Regions from separate parts of the Zea mays genome. Here regions 2 and 3 are each linked to region 1. The links are chromatin contacts, called in public Hi-C maps. All regions are on one chromosome and are shown on one strand. Each heading gives the region's core, a stretch centred on a gene start, on an enhancer-like site or on the middle of the called end of the contact. The rest is flanking DNA. Distances are from core to core; before and after follow the strand shown. Region 1 holds the start of LOC100274801. Region 2 has its middle 5.7 kb from the start of LOC100274509. Region 3 holds the start of LOC606444 (4-hydroxyphenylpyruvate dioxygenase 1).

The links. Hi-C and Micro-C count contacts between places; a contact is called where the count stands out from the background.
Region 2: a contact with region 1 is called in a Hi-C map of ear, with 4 times the contacts expected there. The contact joins the enhancer-like site here to the promoter of LOC100274801 in region 1. A contact is called at or near these places in 2 of 25 Hi-C or Micro-C datasets (ear and endosperm).
Region 3: a Hi-C map of bundle sheath shows a contact between it and region 1, with 2.8 times the contacts expected there. The contact joins the promoter of LOC606444 here to the promoter of LOC100274801 in region 1. A contact is called at or near these places in 2 of 25 Hi-C or Micro-C datasets (bundle sheath and leaf mesophyll).

The regions. Positions count from the first base shown.
Region 1 is chr5:84,887,969-84,890,668 of Zm-B73-REFERENCE-NAM-5.0, reverse strand. It overlaps LOC100274801, which reads right to left and starts at 1,312. Exons shown (of 1, transcript NM_001149077.1): 1 at 1-1,312. The coding sequence starts at 1,180.
Region 2 is chr5:84,198,872-84,201,571 of Zm-B73-REFERENCE-NAM-5.0, reverse strand. No RefSeq gene overlaps it. Among protein-coding and RNA genes, the nearest start is that of LOC100274509, 5.7 kb to the right of the region's middle. Within about 2 kb of position 1,446, at least 14 of the 20 cell types and tissues checked have an H3K27ac peak or open chromatin away from gene starts, as enhancers often do. A contact at or near this core is called in ear, where this site is marked.
Region 3 is chr5:85,855,039-85,857,738 of Zm-B73-REFERENCE-NAM-5.0, reverse strand. It overlaps LOC606444 (4-hydroxyphenylpyruvate dioxygenase 1), which reads left to right and starts at 1,371. Exons shown (of 2, transcript NM_001112312.2): 1 at 1,371-2,618. The coding sequence starts at 1,480. It also overlaps a transcript of LOC100280793 not described here.

The DNA of each region.
Region 1 (2,700 bases), core at 63-2,562:
CCGAGGCGGCGTCCCTGGCCGCGGCCTCTTTCTTCTCCTTGAAGAACCCGAACACCGGGCGCGAGCACACCGGGACGTTGAGCACGACGGGCGTGGCGCGGACGCCGGCCGAGTAGGACCGGTCCATGACGCGGGACCGCGACCGGGACCGCATGGACGAGTGCGCGCTGCCGGCGGGGGAGCTGGAGCTGCGCTCCAGGCCCTGGAACACGATCTTGCCTGACGCGTTCATGCGGGGGGAGTCCACGGAGACCACGCTCGGCGGCGGCGGGGGCGACGGAGACTGAGACTGGCGGCGGCGGGCGGGGCTGTGGGCTGCGCGCACTGGAGCGGAGGCGGCGGCGGGCGGGTGTGGCTGCGGCTGCGGCTGCGGCGGCTGGTGGTGGTGGGAGCGGACGAGGCGGATGCGGGGGCGTGGGGTGAGGTCGACGGAGTCGAGGGAGTGGCGCGGGAAGTCGTCGTGGTCGTGGCCGGACGAGGACGACGACGACGAGAGCGAGAAGCGGGAGGACGCGAGGGACAGCGACGTCTCGGAGTCGGAGCTGTCGCGCAGGAGCGGCGCGGCGGGGAGGTCCGACGCGCGGCCGCCGTTCCGCTGGAGGAGGAGCAGCTTCAGCGACCTGGCCGCCGAGGAGCTGGACGCCCTCGACGGGGTCACCGCGGGCGACGCGGACGCGGACGGCGACGGGGACGGGGTCGGCTTGTGCGGCGTCTGGACCTTCCTCAGCCGGAGCAGCTCCCGCCAGCGGCTGGAGCACGTGGGCGCCTTGGGAGAGAACACGTACGGGTCCAGCGCCGCCTCGGCCGCGGCGGGGTGCAGCGCCCGGACAGGGCCCGGCGTGGCCTCCGCCACAAGCGCGGTGTCCCGCCGCAGCACTCTCTCCCGCTCCCGCTCGGCCTCCGCCTTCCCTGCGGTAGCCTGCGGGCGGAGCGGGAGCAGCTTCCCGTCCGCGAAGAGCTCGTCCGCGGGGAGCATGGTGGCGGACCCGCCGAGGCTGAACTCGAAGTCGATTAAGTCCTTGCAGATCGCCGCCGGCTCCGCCTTGGCCGCCGCGGCGGGCTCCTCCGCCTCCGCAGCGGCGTCCCGGGCGCCGAACGGCAGGCCCGGGCCGAGCCAGCCGAACGACATGGCCGCGGCGGCGGGTCCCGCGTGCACGTTGCTAGCGACGGCGGAGGCCATGGCCGGCTGCGGCGAGGCGCATCCAAGGGCGGATGCTTATTGCAGACAGCGCACTGTACTTGGCTGTTTGGGTGGGTGGGTTCGCGAGGCGATGAAACGTAAGGAGGCGACAGGGACAGGTGCGTGCGGTATAGCCCGGTAAAGGGCAGCGCGTTTATATAGCCGGGCATGGTAAATTTGCTGACGCGCGGGCCCGGTCTACCCAGCCAGCCAGTGGCAGACGGCCACGTGGCCGTCTCGCGGTTGAGGGAGTGGGGTGGTAATCCGTGGTTAATATTTTTGACAGAGGGGTAGGTGGTGGGCAATGGTACTCAACCTCCTCTACAGTAGTAGTAGATTTTTGGCGTGGCGCGCGTCTCGCAGGCAACCTCCCTATACAGTACTACTAGTATTATTCTCTCTACACCACTAGCCCTGCGGCCAAATGCTGCCCTGTGCTTGTTAACAATTGCCGCCGGTTCACGATGAGACTGCAGTTGTAACGTTTGCCAGCTTTACGCGTGCCACGACAAAGCAGGATCAGTGTGCAGTGACCAGACCAGCAGTGCCCCCAATGCTGAGGACTATCACCGCACACAAGCCGCCGTATGCGCGCACCTCCCGCGACACCTTTCGTGCCCGAATCCGCTTTTGAATCCGCACGCTGCGGATAACGGGAACATTTCGCTGTAATAACTGGCTGGGCAAGCAATGGGCATGACCGGAGATTTTTTGTTCTCCCGTTCCCGTCCCGTCCATGCGGATGCGGCGTGGGCGCTCACTGGTGGGCAGACAGGCGTCCCGCTCCAACAAGTCTCGTCGGCCGTCACCTCTCTGGGACGGTTGGTTGGCCCGCAACAGGCAGCAGCCAGCAGCCAGCAGCGGGTTGGGCTCCGATCGCCACGACGCATGCCGACCCATAACAGTGCCGACACGAGCCACACCGCGATGCGAGGTGTGATCCGTGACTGAATGCCGTCGTTTGCCCGGGACCGACGGACGGACGAGTCCCCGCGGCAGTGGCACCCCCACACCGGCAAGTACAGCGCCGACGTGACGGGGCGGCGGTCCTCCGCCGCGCGCCGGCGCCGTGGTGTGACCGAGTGGCTGACCGCCCGCCCGCCCGTCACGGCGAGACGCTAGGCCATCATTCGGGGGAGGTCTTGAGCTTGAAGTTGCTGCAATGCAAAGTCGCTCGTTAATTTAAGAAGAGAAGACAAGACTCGATGGGGGCCGGGCAAAGCGCAGTCAGTTGGGAGCCCACCTCTCACGTGACGCGCCACTAGCACCACCAGCTCTGCCCCCACGCCACCAGTACGGCTCAGGCTCTGCAGTCTGCACTGCACTCTTGCGCCCCAAAAAGAGAAGTCGCTGGGCGTAGCGTTACCCCTTTCGGGCAGGGCGGATCCGGTTCCGTCGGACGCATCGGACGGCTGCCCTGCACGACTCCCCCCCGCGCTGACGGCCAGCTGTCCAGCTCCGCCCTACGGACGGGCCGCCACGTTGCGGCCGGAGGTAACTCGGACAGGCCCGGAAGTAAA
Region 2 (2,700 bases), core at 197-2,696, 690 kb after region 1:
CAGGCCTTATATGCACATAGTTTAAAGTGAAATGAGAACCACGATCGAATATACATACATTGATAAAGATAAATGATACTTATACTCCATGCAGATTTGGTCTGACTTCAAATCGCTTGCCTCAACACTGCTCTGTAGATCCATCCTAGGGCCGAGGGAGCAGTTTGGAGTATGCATAATTGTTACGCGGTATATGTATATATAATCCATATGTATTTTTTTGTGCATCAGTTATACGTTCTCAGCATAAGAAATATAAATTATGTGGCAGTCAGACAGTAAATGTGATTCTGTGGTTGAGCACGTTGTGAGACAACATTTGTGACGAAAAGGGGCCCTTTAAATTAGAAAATTAGATAAGGCCTAATATGGAGAGGGGGAATTGTTGGGATCAGCCTAATATGCTCAGTATTAAGTGAGTTGAGTACGAATAAGAAAGAGGGGAAGAATGTGAACCTATTTTCTAGCTGGAGCATGAATGGTGAGAAGAATGTCTAGCCTGGTTCCTAGTCTGAGCACGTATTGGACAGAAGAGATGAATGATGAAGACGACGAGGCGCGCTCGCACACATAAGTTTGGTTACAGACTTGTGATTCCTACCGGCGAATGAGATGGTCGCGCGAGGAGGTTGCGCCTGTGAAGGCGGTGGAGGCGCGCGGCGATGGCGTTGCAGGTGTCGAGGAGCGCGACGCGCAGTGTCGAGGTGGGCGGCGATGGCATAGCCCTCGCCGGAGCCGGCGAGTGCCCCTGCCCCTCGGCGAGCGTGAGTGCAAGGAGGTCGTCTACCCATGCGGGCGGAGCGAACGAGGATGCCGACAGGGACAGCAGGCCCTGGGGGCTAGGGGGCGCGGACAGCGTCGTGGACTGCGACAGCATCCGGTGTGCTGAGGAGAAGACAGAGGATGCAGAGGTCGCCGGCAATGCGATTTCTCTGGAATATTCGTGGCGTTTGGCTAGACGTCAGGCCGATGGAGACTACACGAGCCGGCTGGTGGACGTTGTCACCATTGGTGAACGATCGGACGGCCAATAATTTTTTTACCGACGTGGACGCACGTGGAAGCGGCAATTCCTCCTGCTTTAATATATAGAAATGTCAGAGCATATTTAAAACTAAAGCAACGTTTGTGGATGTGTAGGGTAGGACTATTTGTTAAATCAGGAATCACGAGCATGTTCACTGCGGTTTTAATCTGCCGGCTTTTGTTTTAATCTGCGGTTTTAATCTCTAAAGATTTCAGCTACAATAGTCCGAACAGTTTTAATTCAGCCGCAGTGAACAGGCCAACATAATTATTAGACATAGGACTGCACACAGTCCAAGGACTGAAAATGAAGAACAGAAATAATAAATGCGGCCTTAATTCTGACCATAGAACACCACCCCTACCCTACCCCGCTAGTACTCCAGAGTCCAGACCCCCACCCCAGGGAAAAAGTCTGCTTGGCCACACAGACACTGTTACAGTAGCAGTACAGTGGAACGGAAGGACCAGGGAAAAGCATGTACTACCAGAAAGGACACAAGGAGATTTTAAGAGAGATTACGAATGCATTGGTGGTGGCAAAAAAAAAAAAAGTTAGCATACATTACTTCGGAAGACCCAATGGGAGTTTCGCGAACAAGAGTCGTCTCCGTCTCCGCCCTTACCATATGCAGCATATCCTTCAAGATTGAATAACACATATACCTTAACGAAGTTTGCAGTGAGCTGTGGATCTAGTCTAGGTCTACAAGGGCTCGCTCGTCCAATAACAAAATCGTGCACCTCCACTGCAGTCTGCAAAAGGTCAATCCCAGTTGCTAGCCCCACCACTAATTTACACAAAGTAGGATAATATACCTTCTCCTCGCCAACCATAAGCGATCTTTTTTTCTTTTCTTTTCCTGAAGCAGCATATCAACTCTATTTTTTTAAAACATGCTGTGCGCATCCTCTTATTCTTCCTGTGGTTTACAAGTTGGCAGTATAAATCCAGAAAAAAAACAGATGGGTAAAGGTACTTTTCCAACAGATCTGCTATACAATGGTTGCAGACTGCACAATGGCAGATGTGAATGGGGAAAAAAAGAGAGAACTGGCAATAATGAAGAAAACCACGATACTCCAGCAGGTTCCAGTGCCAGTATTTGGAAGATGGTAAAAATGCTCTAGTGGTCACTGGAGCACAGCTTGCTCCAAAAGGTATACTTCAGGTCAACAGGTGTGCATTTCTATTGAGATTAAAGCAGTTCTAAAAAAGAACACGCTGGCTTACATTTCCACACCTGGAGCAGCACAGATGGATACATTGGATCAAAAAACAACAGTGTTGATTCCCCCCCCACCCCCCCCCCCCCCCCCCCCCCTAAGTCGAGTGCTTCCAACAGAACCACATAAATTTTACTATCACTTGTAACACACATATTCGAACACTAAGCTGCATAAACCAAAAAAAAACATATCCACAACTTCACACCAGGTACGGTTCCTTGTACCTGGGCTGCTGGGCATCATTAGGCAGCCTAGAGTTACAAAAAAACACCTGACCGAATTCGAAATACGAAGGGTATCCATGAATACCACCGCTTCGAACATACAGGCTCGCACGCACAAGAACGCTCGAAGATACTGGACATCTTTACCAACATCATCCATATCGTTTCACTCTGCTCTGTGGCTCTAACGCTCTGCATGGTCTGAAGGATAAGGCACAAG
Region 3 (2,700 bases), core at 122-2,621, 970 kb before region 1:
GATCTTACAGTAGTAAAAGAGGTATTCCTAACCGTGTGTTTGGTTCATATATCCTCGAAGCTTGATCCAACCTTAAGATGTATCCACCGGGCCTTTATGCGAGTAAACGCTCGATGTCTTGCGTATGGGTGGAGGCGTGGAGCCTGCCCTCGGAGGTCTTCGTCTGCACGCAGAGTCTAAAATCTAGTACAGGGAACCAAACAATTGCCATCAAACCACTCCATAATGAGTGCTGGGTCACCGTGCCGAGGAGAAAAGGAGGTAGTAGAACGCAGCGACGTGATGTACTGAGCCACTGTAAGACAGTGATACCACATGTGTCAGTGTCACTCAAAGGACACCCCCTCGTGGTGTCAGGGATGGCACGTCCCGTCGCTATGTGTTGTTGCACACGCTTTGGAGTCTTTTAATTGATGGCGTGTTTTTTTTCTTCTTCTTCTCTCAATCGTACTTGCTTGCTCGTGTGGACCATACAATACAGGTAACAGTACTGTGACTCGTGAGTTTGGAATGATGAGTGTTCCCTTGTTCATATGATCACTGTGTTTCGGTTGGATGATGACATGATGGTACGACAAAGCCGCAAGCTTTTTCTCTTGCTGCAGATGTAAGCTTTACCACCTGGTTCTTGTTAAAACAAGTGTAGGATGCAAGCTAGAATTAAGCCACAAGATCCCACTCGTGGTTACTTGATACTTACTTGGAACACAGATCGTGCAACACACACACACGCACACACATGTTGTTTTCGAAAAACATAAGCGCATAACATGTGTTGGGAAAAGCAAACTCGTTTAGTATGATTCAAGAACAGTATGAACCTCTCCGGGAGTCCTTTTGTATTGTAAGGGTCTCTTTGTAATAGAGGAAATACGAAGGATTTATCATTGCCTACAAGAAAATTCCCTTCATAAGCCTTTAGAACAAAGGATTCAGTCCCATCAATTTCTATGGATTCCTTTCGACCTTTCCTCCATGCAAGTTTTGGAGGAAAAATGACAAGATGTAATATATTTACCTCTTTGTATCTTTTATATGACTCTTATCTCTCTATTCAAATTCTCATTGAAAGGCTAGGTATAGGTAATAAATTTACATGCGTTCTTAAATCTTAATTCATGTAGAATTGCAATTCATAGCTAAACTTTGTGCTCCAAATAGGCTTAAACTTGTTTGGCATGACTAATGAGGATGTGAGTACCTTGTTCTAGCATCACACACTAGTTGTGAGAGCCTTCTGCGTTGGCAATTGGCAGTACAAGACAAATCACATCCGCAACCGCAACCACAGAATCGTCCGTCCACGTGGCCCCCATCACTTCCCTTTATTTACCAGTCGTCCCCCATCCCCAGGGCCACCCACCAACAAGTGCAGTCACCCGAGCCGCAAACTGCAGCTCTGCAAGCTACAGAGGCCACCACGAGTCCACGACGCCACGCCCTCCGAGAGAAAGAGAAAGAGAAAACCAAAGCACGATAATGCCCCCGACCCCCACAGCCGCCGCAGCCGGCGCCGCCGTGGCGGCGGCATCAGCAGCGGAGCAGGCGGCGTTCCGCCTCGTGGGCCACCGCAACTTCGTCCGCTTCAACCCGCGCTCCGACCGCTTCCACACGCTCGCGTTCCACCACGTGGAGCTCTGGTGCGCCGACGCGGCCTCCGCCGCGGGCCGCTTCTCCTTCGGCCTGGGCGCGCCGCTCGCCGCACGCTCCGACCTCTCCACGGGCAACTCCGCGCACGCGTCCCTGCTGCTCCGCTCCGGCTCCCTCTCCTTCCTCTTCACGGCGCCCTACGCGCACGGCGCCGACGCTGCCACCGCCGCGCTGCCCTCCTTCTCCGCCGCCGCCGCGCGGCGCTTCGCAGCCGACCACGGCCTCGCGGTGCGCGCCGTCGCGCTCCGCGTCGCCGACGCCGAGGACGCCTTCCGCGCCAGCGTCGCGGCCGGGGCGCGCCCGGCGTTCGGCCCCGTCGACCTCGGCCGCGGCTTCCGCCTCGCCGAGGTCGAGCTCTACGGCGACGTCGTGCTCCGGTACGTGAGCTACCCGGACGGCGCCGCGGGCGAGCCCTTCCTGCCGGGGTTCGAGGGCGTGGCCAGCCCCGGGGCGGCCGACTACGGGCTGAGCAGGTTCGACCACATCGTCGGCAACGTGCCGGAGCTGGCGCCCGCCGCCGCCTACTTCGCCGGCTTCACGGGGTTCCACGAGTTCGCCGAGTTCACGACGGAGGACGTGGGCACCGCGGAGAGCGGCCTCAACTCCATGGTGCTCGCCAACAACTCGGAGAACGTGCTGCTCCCGCTCAACGAGCCGGTGCACGGCACCAAGCGCCGCAGCCAGATACAAACGTTCCTGGACCACCACGGCGGCCCCGGCGTGCAGCACATGGCGCTGGCCAGCGACGACGTGCTCAGGACGCTGAGGGAGATGCAGGCGCGCTCGGCCATGGGCGGCTTCGAGTTCATGGCGCCTCCCACATCCGACTACTATGACGGCGTGAGGCGGCGCGCCGGGGACGTGCTCACGGAAGCACAGATTAAGGAGTGCCAGGAGCTAGGGGTGCTGGTGGACAGGGATGACCAGGGCGTGCTGCTCCAAATCTTCACCAAGCCAGTGGGGGACAGGTAAAATCGTTATCTTTTTCACCTTTTTTGTTTTACAAGTGTGCATGATGCATCTAGAATTGCAAAGGAACAATTCCAGGAT